Linked DNA regions of Oryzias latipes: region 1 is linked to region 2. The links are chromatin contacts, called in public Hi-C maps. All regions are on one chromosome and are shown on one strand. The core of a region is the stretch at or near the end of the contact, and the rest is flanking DNA. Distances in the headings are between cores, read along the strand shown. Region 1 holds the start of LOC101164402 (syntaxin-binding protein 2). Region 2 holds the start of LOC101163173 (calmodulin-regulated spectrin-associated protein 3).

Region 1 (6,785 bases), core at 605-3,104, 250 kb before region 2:
ACTATCTGTTTATCTGGTAGCCAGATAAACATTTGTGAGGAGTCATGCTGTCAATATTGCTTCAAATGATCATACTTTGAAATATTATTTTTAAGTGTTCTTAGCTTATCGAGTAAGAGGTAGCATCTTAACAGGTAGCATCTAAAGTGCATTATGTTTGAAAACAGATTAATATCACATTGGATGATCGAAATGTTTTTGTTTTTTTTATTTCAGAGGAAAGAGCTGGAAGACTTCAAGGAGCGAATGCGTGTCAGAAAGGAGCAGCGAATGTTAAAGACTTTTGCTGTGGACTCTGAGAATTGATGATTGCGAAAATTGTAAAAATACAGGGATTTCTCATAACAATAAGGTTACAGGGCAATAATAAGGCATGGTCAAAACGGGAAAATCAACACAGACATCCATGTTCTAAAGAAGTTCTGGACATTTTCATACTTCACCCAATATTAAGGATGTATTTCAATTATATATATTTTTTGCAAGATTTCTTTTAAGTGACTAATATTTTGTTTCTTTAAGATTAACTGATATAGTTTGCTGTCATGAAAAAATTAGCTGCTTGTGATGTAACAATGTCTTGTTTTTTAATGGGAGTAAAGTAAAACACAGCAATATTGTTGGATTCTTATTTTATTTTTATTAGTTTCAATAACTAAATATTTGTTACTCAAGTAACCTACCTGGTACTATTGACATGTTTGTTGTCAAAATAGGAAAAAAAGTTTTATGCCAGCTTGGGGTAGTATTATTCTATTATACATACAGAGGCTAATATAGATTAATTCATTGCTGCAATGCTACCCAAAGGTCAAAACATATAATCTTCAGAGACACTTCAAAGTATCTTAAGAAGTTAAAACCATTATCAAATAATTTATTTTTCTAAAGTCATTCATATTTCACAATTTCAATGCATTATTGAATTAATTTATTTATGGAAAATTAAAAATGCAGCTGGATGGCTTAGTTGGCTGCGTGTAGGACTGGTGCGTGGGAAACAAGGGTTCATGTCCCTGGAGGGACTATGAGCTTCATCCAGTGTGGGTCCTTGGGCAAGACCCTTCTCTCTACTGCCTAACTATGTAGCCACTAGGGGGCCCAAGTCTGGGTGATTCGCTGTTGTGAAGGGATCTGCTAAAAGGTGAACAAGTGTGGTAATTGTATAAAAAAATGTTTTTTGCAGCAAAGCCCTGAATTTGGCAGAAACCAAACAGTGTATAGGAGAAGCACCAAACTACTAATGGTTAAATGCTGCAAAAATGAATTGTTTTGTAGCCTTGTGATAACGAGTTGAATCAAAAACTGCTTATTCTTGTCAAACTTTGGGCCATCAGTTTGACAAAGTATGGCTACAATGGTATGTATGTTGAAAGAATGATTCTAAACAAATGATGAAAAGAGTGAATGAACAATTATTTAGGAATATGAGGCTTCACAAAAGCCCAAGGTTTTGAGTTGAATACACTTTTTTAAAATTTTTATTTACAGAATATAACACCAGAGATTCTGTTTTTTTATTAAACAATGATAAAGACATGTAGGCTATCAGAAGTGGCCATTTAAATGGTTACTAATTTCTCAGTAAAGGGTCACCTGCCTCCCCCTTCCTTCCCCTCTTTTAAGAGTTTTTTTAAACAAATGCTAATTTTTTGCAGATTTGATTTTTACTAAATAATTTCCTTTTGTATGATAAGAATTTTTTTTACATTTATTTATTTATTTTTTAAAATTTGCTTGCATGTTTACAGACTAGGATCATTAGGCATGGAGTTAAGGAATAGTTTGGGTGATTGCCCAGATCTGACGTTAGGGGGCGATGTTGCACTTTCAAAAACTGCGCTTTAAACATAAGGAAGTGACTGACTTCTACCAGTCTCCTGCCAAGATGGCACCGAGTGGGCTGAAAGCGGTAGTCGGAGAAAGTAAGTATCAAATTCCTTAAAATATAAACATTTTCCAAATACTTAAACAGTTGAAATGGTGGATGGTTTGGTTGGATTTCAGTTGTTGTAATGATAGGAACTGACGAATAAGACACACCCGTGTTTTCTTATTATGATTGATACACTGAGTTTTTCTTCCTGTTTCACCCAACATCAACGTAACTAATAAAGAAGAGTTTTTACTCATTAAACTACGAATAAATACATATCTCAGACATGTTTATTTTCAGATACTAGTGGCTAGGAGAAAGTTGTCGACCGGTTTATTGTCATTTTCTAAATTGAAAGCATTAAAAACTGCGACAAAAATGGTCATGGTCTGGCAAGTTGGGAGCTAACAGTAACAGTTGCTAACTCAGTGTCTGATGATGTAAAAAGGAAGTTTAGCAACTTTGTTCGAGATGCAACCATCCAACACATGTAAAAGGTCTGACCAAAGATCATGTTAAAGTTTCTGTCATTTTAATTTCAAACATTTTAACGTGTACGTAATACGGTCATAGTTTTATGAGAAATTACGTAATGGCTGCCTGAAAACATTTGCATGACATTATAATACAACACACCCCACTGAAAGAAATGCTGTGTGTGTAAAAATATCAACGTTTAAATACATTTCTTTTGAAAATATTTGACTAGTTGAAGATAATAATAAAGAGGGTGATATAGTATTGAGGCCATACATCTGAAAAATAGACATGGAATCCTCAGATATTTACTAAAAACAAATGTTTTCTTTTAGTTTTGGATTTGCTATTTCATACGAAAATTTACAATCCAAGCAGATCGTTTATTTATTTATTTTTTAATTATTTATTTTTAACATCAAATTGCGAATAAAAAATGTGTTTCTCTCTTGCTGCTGATTGCAAAACTAGGTCAAAATATACCAAAAATTGAGACTGTCCAATGAATTTTGTTGAATTAATAAAACCTAATTAATTCATATAGAATTAAAATTTCAAAAACACAGACATAATTATTAATTTTTTCAAATAGAAAAATATAAAACTATTCCACAGCAGCACTACAGGACATTTTACTGCTTTTAAAATAGTCGTGTCATGAATTTCTTGTGTTAAAAGAACATCTTTTTGCTCATTTGCCAAGATCAAGTAATTCTGTTAAATTTTGAATATTCAAGTGATTGTAGTAGTAAAGGAAATAGTCTAAAGCACATTGTTGATCAACAGGCTTATCATCACATTTTTATGTCTGAAACATTATTCCGTTCCTTCTTGTAAAATATTAAAAACCAGCAGGTAAGGCAAACCATGCAGGTGATTTACTATTTGATATTCCCTTTTATTGTTTTTTTTCTTAAGCTTGAATAAAAACACAAGTCATGCATATTTTTCCAGAAATGAAATATCTGGCTTTTGTTTTTTTTTGTTTACAGTGCTCAGGATTTTTTTAAACTGAAGTCAGTGCAAAAATGCCACAACGTTTACTTTGCCTTGTGCAGCTAGATTGCTCATATAGTTTTAATAACGTACAATTTTTCTTCTGCGCCTTTTTCAGAAATCCTTAATGGAGTCATCAAGAGTGTAAAGAAGGACGGAGAATGGAAGGTAAAACTGCTCAAATAGAAAAATCTTCCTGTTTTGTCTTTCCTTTTCACTTTCAATGTGATCACGTCTTTTGTTTACTCCGTCTTGTTTAGGTTTTAATTGTGGATCACATGAGCATGAGGATTCTGTCCTCTTGTTGCAAGATGTCTGATATTCTCGCCGAGGGAGTGACGAGTAAGTCCACAGATAATCTGATTTCATTAAATGTAGACCATAATACCACTTATTTTTGGAAGATTTATATTTGTTGAAATTTTATTTTAGAAAAAAGTTGAATGTTTGGGGAGAAAATGTCTCATCTGCCGTTTTCATTTTCTAGTTGTGGAGGACATTAATAAGTGCAGGGAGCCAATCTCAAGTTTGGAAGCCATTTATTTGATATCACCAATGGAGAAGGTTAAATGTTTCTGATTTTCTTTTACAAGAGTTGATGACATATTTTTCTCTCATTTGCAATCCCCTGAATAAACAAATATTTATTTTACAGTCAGTTAAAGCTCTCATCAATGACTTCAAGGACACAGTCTTTACTTACAAAGCAGCCCACATCTTCTTTACCGATGGTAAGAAATGAAAGCTTTTATAAATTAACAAAGACAAAAACATTTGGAATAAAACAAACATTTTTCTTGCTGTCTGTTTTTTTAAGCTTGTTCAGATAGTCTCTTTGCTGAGATTGGAAGATCCAGAGTGGCCAAAGTTATCAAGACACTGAAAGAAATCAATGTTGCATTCCTGCCGTATGAGTCTCAGGTAAACCATTAGCTCTTAAATGCCTAATTATTGTACTTTTAGTTGCAGTATTTTTATTCCCAAAGTTTCTGTCTGCTGTAACTAATGAAAACCTTTTGTGTTCCAATGTTGTTTAATGCTCAAATGTAAGGGGGAAATAAAGTAGCAGGTTTTAAAATGAAAGTTGAAAATGAAACGGCAGACTTTTGGTTGTTATTGCTGGACTGCAGGCATTTCTTTTTATTTAACCTTTTGTTTGTGTTAGTATCTTTGAACATTTGACCTCAATTGTTATAACTTCCTGTAGGTATTTTCTTTGGACAGTCCCTCTTCTTTTAAATCATTCTACGGCTCCAGACCATGTGAAAGCAAAGACAGAATGATAGAAAATATGGCGGAACAGATTGCAACTCTGTGTGACACACTCAAAGAGTTTCCTGCAGTCCGATACCGCAAGTACAGAAGCTTAACTTGAAAGTTGTTTTGAATTTTTTTGTTTTTTGCAACTTAATGTACTTAGTTATTCAGGATGTTTTAATTCTTTGTCTTAGGGGACCTGAAGAAAATGCTAAACTTGCTGAGGAGGTCAGCAGGCGCCTAACTGCTCACAAAGCTGACAACCCGAGCATGGGAGAGGTAAGGAAATTTGAAGAACACCCGACAACCATGTCTCCCTTGCTCTGCTGTGTCACTGTTTCTAAAACAAACTTCCTCTTTATTAGATTACACTTCTATTTAGATTCTGCACTTCTTTATTTTCATAAATTGTTAATTATTCTATGGGTTCTGGGTTTAATTTCTTAATTTTTTCTCTTGACCTTTCCCTTTCACCTTCATCTTTTCTGTCTTTCTTAGCTGACATTTCCTTGCTATCAAGATATCTTAACAGGCAGGTATACCTATTTCTATTTCTATTTTTTCCCAACACATGACAAAAGCATGAGGCATTTTTACATACTTTCATGTATCCAAAACTCTGTCTTAAAAGTTTTAAGGTAGAGCCTTGACATGACAAGGCATCATCTGAGTGTAAATCCTTCTTTATGAGAACAAACAACAAAATAAATCTGAGATGATGATCATTTATTTATTTCTTTGTTTTGTTATACAAAGGGTGCAGATAAAGCACGATCCCAGCTGCTTATCGTTGATCGCGGGTTTGATCCCATCTCACCTGTTCTACATGAGTTGACCTTCCAAGCGATGGCTTACGACTTGCTGGATATCAAACAGGACATTTACACGTAAGTTAGCTTTGCCTTCCTTTGTTTTGTTTTTTTTTTACTTCTGTACCTTGCAATACCTCTGTACTGTCAGTGATGCATTGATGCCCCAAAATGATGGATTTCTGTCTTTATGTTAAGCTACCAGACAACCGGTGTTGGGAATTCAAAACAAAGAGAAGTGCTACTGGATGAAGATGATGAGCTCTGGGTTCAGCTCAGGCATCAACACATTGCAGATGTCACAAAGTAAGTCTCTCGCAGCTACATCTACATCTACATTATTTAGTTCATTAGGGGCATTCATTTGATTGTTTTGATTTATTACAAGACACTTATTTTGTGGTTTATTCTTAAAAGTGTATAAATTGATTGAAAAATTTAAGCTTGCAGTGTATTAAGAGAAAGTCAAATTATTTTATCTTTAAAACCTTTTATGTTCGCTTAGTTATGACATTTGTTTGGAAGGAAACAATTGTAGATATGTAAAAAAGGATCTCACCAACTTTGTATACATTATGTTGTATAGATAGATAAATGTGTTTTATTTTTATTTTTCTAGTACAAATATGTTTACATAAAAATGCTTTATTAAATACTTAAAATATTATTAGATTGCAGTTTATTCTAGAGTCTGGTCATTTAAACAGCCTGCAGTTGATGACTGGATCTTTTCTTTTTGCTTTCAGAAAAGTGACCGAGCTTCTCCGCAGCTTTTGTGAGAGCAAAAGGATGTGCACAGACAATGTAAGAACTATGTAGTGTCACTTTTCTGAAATATCAGATATTTCTTTTGGCAGCTCAAAACTAATATGATTGGTTAAAAAAAATCTGAATTACGGTTTTCAGGCCAACATTAAAGACCTTGCTCAAATGCTCAAGAAAATGCCGCAGTACCAGAAGGAACTGACCATGGTAAGAATATAGTTCCCTTCTTCTGTTTTTAATCATTGCTGTGAAACCTTTTTAAATGTTTTTTTATGTAAATAATGTTAAATCAAGAAAACCTTATCCAATGTGGTTATTATTTGTTACAGTACTCTACTCATTTGCACCTTGCTGAAGCTTGTATGAAGACGTTCAAGGCAACTCTTGACAAAATCTGTGAGGTGGAGCAGGTTGGTATTGAATTACTCATGGAAACTGATTATCTACGTCCATTTTTGAACATTTTTCCTAAAGGAATTTTGAATTAAAAGTATTTCCAGCATAGAAACAAAAGAATAATAAACAAACATAAAGGATATTTTACATTACTATACCATTTTTTTTTTAAATTTTCATTCCTAATATTCTATATTGTGAATATTTTA
Region 2 (6,613 bases), core at 3,465-5,964:
TAGCATTGGGAGTTGGGTCATCTAGACCCCGTAGACAGTGCGCTGAAGCTTTTTTTTTCATTGATTTGTTATCTTCACTGGTGTCCATGGATTTCATGAAATCTTTCCACCTTTATCCACCTTTGTCATGGTAGGGAGAACACATCTATGTAAGGGTGGGGTCATCCCATGTTCCTTTTTTTTTTTTGTTTATTTCAAGTAATGTCATCACGGAAAGCTTTTCTTGATGTTTGGTCAATTAAATAGTTTAAAGTTTTAAATACTAGAATTTATTACTCAAAAGAGATATTGTTTTTTTTTATTTAGTTATTGGGGAATGTTTCCTCACAAATTACACATTTTTTATGTCTTGAACAGAATTTGGAAAAAGTTAACTCCAAAAATATGCATTAGTGGCCCCACGGATTTTTTATTTTTTCTATTGCATTTAAAATGTCTGAATATTTGTAGAAAGCCACAGCCATCCCATCAAAGAAGGCAGAGTATTTTGATTCATCTGAGCCGGTCCAAAACCGAGTCTATAAGTCCCTGAAGGTTTGGTCTATGCTGGCAGACCTGGAGGAAAGTCTCGGCACCTTCCAGGTTTGTTCATTGTATGTTTTGAGAAAAATATATTCTAAAATCCAAAAGTGTCTAGTACAGTTTAATTGCTAAGTGTGTACCTAGATCTGGCTGTCTAACTCCTCTTTGGCTTTTTTTACAATCCCTCCCACAGTCTACAAAAGCAGTATATGATCGCATTATTGATCTCCGCATCGCCACTCCGCAAATCATCATCAACTATGCCATGTTCCTGGAAGAGCACAATTACTTTGAGGAAAGCTTCAAAGTAAGAGTCTGCAAATAGATATTGTTCATTCTGGTTGGCTGGTAAATTGTACCAGTTCTTGTTTTGTATCCCTTTGATAATTTTCTATACCTGGGAAGAAATACAGGTGTTTGCGGTTTTCTGAAACATTTCTTTTAATGCTTTTCAGGCATACGAGCGAGGAATCGCACTTTTTAAGTGGCCAAATGTGTATGACATCTGGAACACCTACCTCACCAAGTTTATTGACCGTTATGGTGGCAAGAAGCTGGAACGAGCCAGAGATTTATTTGAACAAGCTTTGGATGGCTGCCCTGCCAAGTTTGCCAAAAGTAAATTAAAATATATATACATATGCATTCATTGTAAATTTAAAGTATATATTTTTAATTTTATGTATTGTGCTCTGACCTCTTCTTGCTCTTTCCCCACTTGTAGCCATCTATCTGCTGTATGCTAAACTGGAGGAGGAGTATGGATTGGCTCGTCACGCCATGGCTGTCTATGAAAGAGCAACACAGGCAGTGGAACCCGAGGAGAGACATCATATGTTCAACATCTACATCAAGCGAGCAGCTGAAATATATGGAGTGACATACACCAGAGCCATATATCAGAAAGCAATCGAGGTCTGAAAGCCACACTAAAGCTGTTCAGTTGATGTCTTTTCTCAATTCAGACAAAAGCAAATAGATAAAAATAATTTCTGTAACAAATGCAGTTTTCTTTAATATTGAAAATGAATGCATGATCTGAAATTTCGAGACACTTAAAATCATGTTTTTTGTTTCTCAGCTCATGTTATATTTGATGTTTCTAATATTCAGTGAGTTATTTATGCAAATGATTTTGAAATGTGTTCTATTTAGACCCCTTTCTAGAATATGACAGAACATTTAAAGCTCAATTATTACCGGTAGTTTTCTTATTAGAATTTGTGGTGAAGTTGGATCAAATATTCATTTGTCTGCACCCAAACAGAACAACAATGTCAGATCTTTAAATGTCTCATATCTGCAAGTTTCCATCTCTCGTTTGTCCAGGTCCTTCCTGATGAGCACGCCAGAGACATGTGTCTGCGATTTGCTGATATGGAGAGTAAACTTGGGGAGATTGATCGGGCCAGAGCGATCTACTCCTATTGTTCTCAGATCTGTGACCCCAGGGTAAGAGAAACCACCTCCATGACTTCTTTTTGTCCCTTTTAAAGGAACAAGTGGGGTTTAATCTAAGTCTTCTTAATGCTTTTATTCTCTTCAATTTCAGTTGACAGCAAACTTCTGGCAGACTTGGAAAGAATTTGAGATACGCCATGGAAATGAAGACACCATCAGAGAGATGTTGAGGATCAAGCGCAGTGTCCAAGCTACCTACAACACCCAGGTCAACTTTATGTCCTCACAGATGCTGAAAGCCACTACAAGCTCCACAGGCACTGGTGAGAGAACAGAGTTTCAACTTATGTTAGTGATGCTTTTCAGTCTTTAACTTGTGATAACATTTCATTGCTTATTTTGGTGTAATCATTCTAGCTTTGGAGAAGTATTACTCAACCTTTTGGTAGCGTGTAATGTGTTGAAGTACCACAGCGTTAAAGAAGTTAGGATTTCCAGGCTAAAGACGGCATCCAGCTCCTCTGTGCAGTGTTGCCAATACATTTTTTGATTATTTTTTTTGAGGAATGAATGTAGGCCTGCTTAAAAGAGATGATACATTTTAGTACTCATAAAAACAATTGTTCATGTAATAAATGTCTTATCTTTTCATTTTTTATTTTCTATCATCAGTGTCAGACCTTGCTCCAGGCCAGATGGGCATCGATGATATGAAGATGCTGGAGCAGAAAGCCCAGCAGCTTGCAGCCGAGGCAGAGCTGGACAAACCCAAACCTAAGGAGAAGATTCTCTTTGTCAGGTCTCTTGACTGCCTTTTCACCAAAAAAGAGAATGTTGTTCTGAAAAATGTGCTGGTTTTGAAAAAAAGCTGTTTTCATTGTTTTCCATATAGGAGTGATACATCTCGTAGTGAGTTGGCTGAACTTTCTAAACAAGCCAATCCTGATGAGATCAACATCGATGATGAGGATGAAGATGATGACGACCGAGGACCTGATGGTATGTGCCAGACTAAGTGGAACTGTTTTTTGTTGATCTTTTGACATGTTTGACTACTAGTCTTTGGTAATGAAAAGGCATTAAAAATGTTTTGGGACTTTGCAGAGGTGCAGCTGGAGCAGAAGAGCATCCCCACAGCTGTCTTTGGAGGACTGAAAGAAGACTGAAAGAACTCTGCACCTTTTCAGAAAGACTTTTGATATTTCATATAATCTGGGATTATAATAATTTTAAACTTTGAATACATGTTAAGTTGTACCTTCAAGTGATTTCATTATAAAAATAGAATGGAGCATTGTCTCTTTAGATTTTGTAGTGAACAATTACTACTTTGGCCACAAGGTGTCACTCTTTCTTAAATGCTAGTTTAAAAGACAAAAGAGCTTTTTGTTTCTCTTCTGAACTGTTGCTATGTGCTTACATGAAAACAAGTGTTTTGTTTGCTTTATTGAAAGTTCTTTAAAATAAACGTGACCATGCTCTCTTATGTCAAATTTGCCGTAACAGAAAAAAAAGAAAGGTACTTTGTTTAGCTGGTATCTTTAAAATGTACAAGTGTTAAACCTATGAGGAAGACGCATAAACTGGTTAGTTAAACAAGCCATGTATTTCCTAAAACCATTTGTTTCTATTACTAATAGTCACTGTCTCCAGACTCAAACAGCAGTTTTGTATTCACAAATCACTTTGATGAAACTAATTATAAAATACTTAACATGCAATAGGAAGACTTTGTTTAGCTGTTACAGTTTTAGTCAAAGGTTTGCTATGTATCCTAATTTATACTCTCAGAATTTCTTAGCATAATCACAACCATAGAGGAGTCATTTGTGGACACTGAAGGGTTTTGGCTGAAATTATTTCCCTTCTGCACTATTCTGAGGCATTTTTTAAGAAATACAATGCAGTTTTTTTTAAAAACTGGAGCCCATTTAATTCAAGTATATGCAAGTATATAAAGATACAATAGAAAAGATAAAAGATATGGTTTACTTTATAAATTACGTTTATTTTGTCATTAAAGTATCAGTTTATTGTATGTAGTATTACAAAACTGGTGTTTTTAGAGGATTTACGCTGCCCATCTGTCTCAAAAGTTACTAAAAAGTACTAAGGGATTCAGTTTTTTTAACAGATTAAAATAAAATCCTCTTCCAGATTTACTTGAGTGGTAAATTTAGGGAACTCCACACCTTTCAGCAAAATGTGATGAACCTCTTTAAAATAGGTATTTGTACAAATCTGTATATAAATAAATATATATATAGATATATAAAAATACGGGGTTTTGAAGGTATTTGTAGTTTGAAAAGACTTCACTTTAAAACATTTATTGTCGTTCACTACTAAGTGTCCCCTCAGGCATTTACCTGTCTCTTCGATGCACCTGTAGTAAAGACATCCTCATCTCTACCTGCCATCTTCAGGGACAGAGATCCCGCCCTCAGAGCTCGTGCGCAATTCCTATTGGCTGGCGGGCTGTTAGAGCGGTGTCAGTGTGGAGCACCTGGTCGTCAGTCATCCACTGGGCAGAATGGGACTGTTCGGTGAACTGACAACACGGCAATGCGGACTAAGGTCAAAAACAAGAAGAATAGTCCAAATTATCTTCTAAGTCCAGCGGGTAAGGGCTTTATTAGTACAGCGACAGAATGAAATAGGTAGTTCGCTTTGAAAACCACACACCAGAGAAGGTTTTTTTTTTTTGGCTTGGAATCAGGACGGGGCGGATATTTACTTGGGAAAACGCGGTACCACATCCGTATTTTTCCAGCCCTCGCTTCGTCGTGTGGGATCATCTACAACAAGAACTCCAGCTTGAATATTTTTTTTTTAAATACGGTCGCGCGTCGATTTTTCTGCGGGTAGCGCTTCACTTACCGGCTCGCCATGGTGGACTCTCCCACCATGAGGAAGACTTTTGTGGTTCCAGACATAAAGCCATTGGATTTATATGACTGCACTAAAGCAAAAATATGCGCAAGTGTTGGATGGCTGCTGGCGAAGTCGTACGGCAGTGCAGGTAGGATCTGTTTCAAGTCCCTAATGTGTGTTTTGGAGACTATATTTTAGGGCTAACAGTTTGTTTATATCCCGATAGCGAAGAACGCTAACGAGGAAAGCTGCAGTGTACAGTTCAGCATTTTTTAAAGCACAAAGAAGGCAGTGCGCATGCACAGTAGGCACTTTTCCCTGTGACACATGTCAGTTGTTCTCGGGCTGTGTGTTTGAGAGACAAGCGGGCCTCCTCTTGTAGGCCTCCCTTATCAAGCTAACTCATTTTTGCCTCGTTACTAGCCAGGAGGTCTGAAGTGACACTTCTGGTTGGTGTTTAAACCAGCAAACCACGAAATAGATGGGATTTAATCAATGCCCCCTAGAAAAGCTGCTTCTTCTTCTCCTGTGGTGAAAGACATGTAACCTATTTTCATTTCATATCACCTTGTCTCATGTTTTAAGTGTGATTACTTAACAATCATTCAGCACCTGTCAAACTAAATAAACTCTAAAGAAACCAATGGAAAAACTCATTGTTGTGTGAGGTTTAAGGGGCATTATCATGGTTTGGTCTGCCTCCGCTTTGACCCTGAAGTGGTCAAATTCTTCTTTGTTTTGGAACACCAAGGTCTCACAAACTATTACTTTTACATGACTGCACATAAAAGTAACCTTGTGTTCATTCATTCAAAACAATATGGAGGAGGATGAGACTAAATGGACTTGTTCAGCAATGTTTAAAGAGGGGATTTAACTTGAACCCATAGGATGCAGGTGTTTCCCAATCCTGAGCAGATCTTTGGTTTAGGACTTCTTCAGGTCTGTGTACTTGGTTTAGCACTGCAGCCACACCCAGTGGCCGAAGCAACACGCCAAGGAGTGGAAACATTGCCAGAAAACCCTTAGTTTATGCTTTAATCAAGCCAATGGCCTCGCTGATGGCTTCATGCAAATTCAAGATGACTTCATCTCGCCTCTTCTCAGAAGCTCAGCAGAACAACAGAACCGAGACGGTCTGAGTCACCAGGTCCTGAGCTCTTCAAGGTCAATTCAATTAATGAGGCCAAAATGTGAGTTTTTTTACTGTCTTTGCAGGTTATTGTAGAAGTTCTAGTGTGCTCAACTCAGTTCATGATTGACTTGAAATGCTAAGCTTGTGTGAATATCTAATGATAATCTGCTGATGTGTTTGTGTTAACATATCTGTGTTGTCGTGGAAAAATGCGATGGGGATTGTGGGAATGCACAGACTATACAGTATCAGAAACCAGTAACAATAACCATACGTTCCCATGGAAACATAAGCACCATGGAATGTAAAACTTCATATTCTGTGAAGCCTGAAGTAATTGGCTTGCAATTTTCTTTTTCTTTTTTTTTGTTTCCCTTAGACAATAACATGCAGCAGACCCACTTCTCTTTGAAAGGAGGGGATTAATCCCCCTATTATCTCTTTTTAATACCAGGACTTGTAGGTCATATGTTTTGAATACAGAGCAAACATAATTTAGTTTTTGGGCTATTGTTGACTGACATTAATTTAAGGGTGATCCAAGGAGACAGGAGATTTTGTTGGAATTAAACTGGGTTTACATGCTGAGTCCAATTATTTTGTGTCTGTTGCCTAAACGCAGATATTCACCCAAATGAACATGCAATTGTAATATAATACAAAGATCGTGTTGACATAATT

Evidence for each region. A called contact is a pair of places that touch in the nucleus more often than the background predicts.
Region 1: a contact with region 2 is called in a Hi-C map of embryo, with 4 times the contacts expected there. The contact joins the promoter of LOC101164402 here to the promoter of LOC101163173 in region 2. A contact is called at or near these places in 3 of 5 Hi-C or Micro-C datasets (embryo and fibroblasts).

Annotation. Positions count from the first base shown.
Region 1 is chr8:8,996,186-9,002,970 of ASM223467v1, reverse strand. LOC101164402 (syntaxin-binding protein 2) reads left to right here and starts at 1,854. Exons shown (of 19, transcript XM_004071620.4): 1 at 1,854-1,925; 2 at 3,468-3,517; 3 at 3,610-3,691; 4 at 3,837-3,913; 5 at 4,005-4,080; 6 at 4,167-4,270; 7 at 4,557-4,705; 8 at 4,801-4,885; 9 at 5,363-5,493; 10 at 5,614-5,721; 11 at 6,162-6,219; 12 at 6,322-6,387; 13 at 6,510-6,590. The coding sequence starts at 1,889. pet100 (protein PET100 homolog, mitochondrial) reads left to right here. Exons shown (of 4, transcript XM_020705234.2): 4 at 217-625. The coding sequence ends at 306.
Region 2 is chr8:8,746,249-8,752,861 of ASM223467v1, reverse strand. It overlaps LOC101163173 (calmodulin-regulated spectrin-associated protein 3), which reads left to right and starts at 4,714. Exons shown (of 18, transcript XM_020705221.2): 1 at 4,714-4,945. The coding sequence starts at 4,813. LOC110015471 (a long non-coding RNA gene) reads right to left here and starts at 5,990. Exons shown (of 3, transcript XR_002290672.2): 1 at 4,804-5,990; 2 at 4,609-4,721; 3 at 4,293-4,495. xab2 (pre-mRNA-splicing factor SYF1) reads left to right here. Exons shown (of 19, transcript XM_004071358.4): 11 at 451-582; 12 at 716-829; 13 at 978-1,140; 14 at 1,247-1,437; 15 at 1,852-1,974; 16 at 2,075-2,246; 17 at 2,596-2,722; 18 at 2,816-2,922; 19 at 3,028-3,416. The coding sequence ends at 3,089.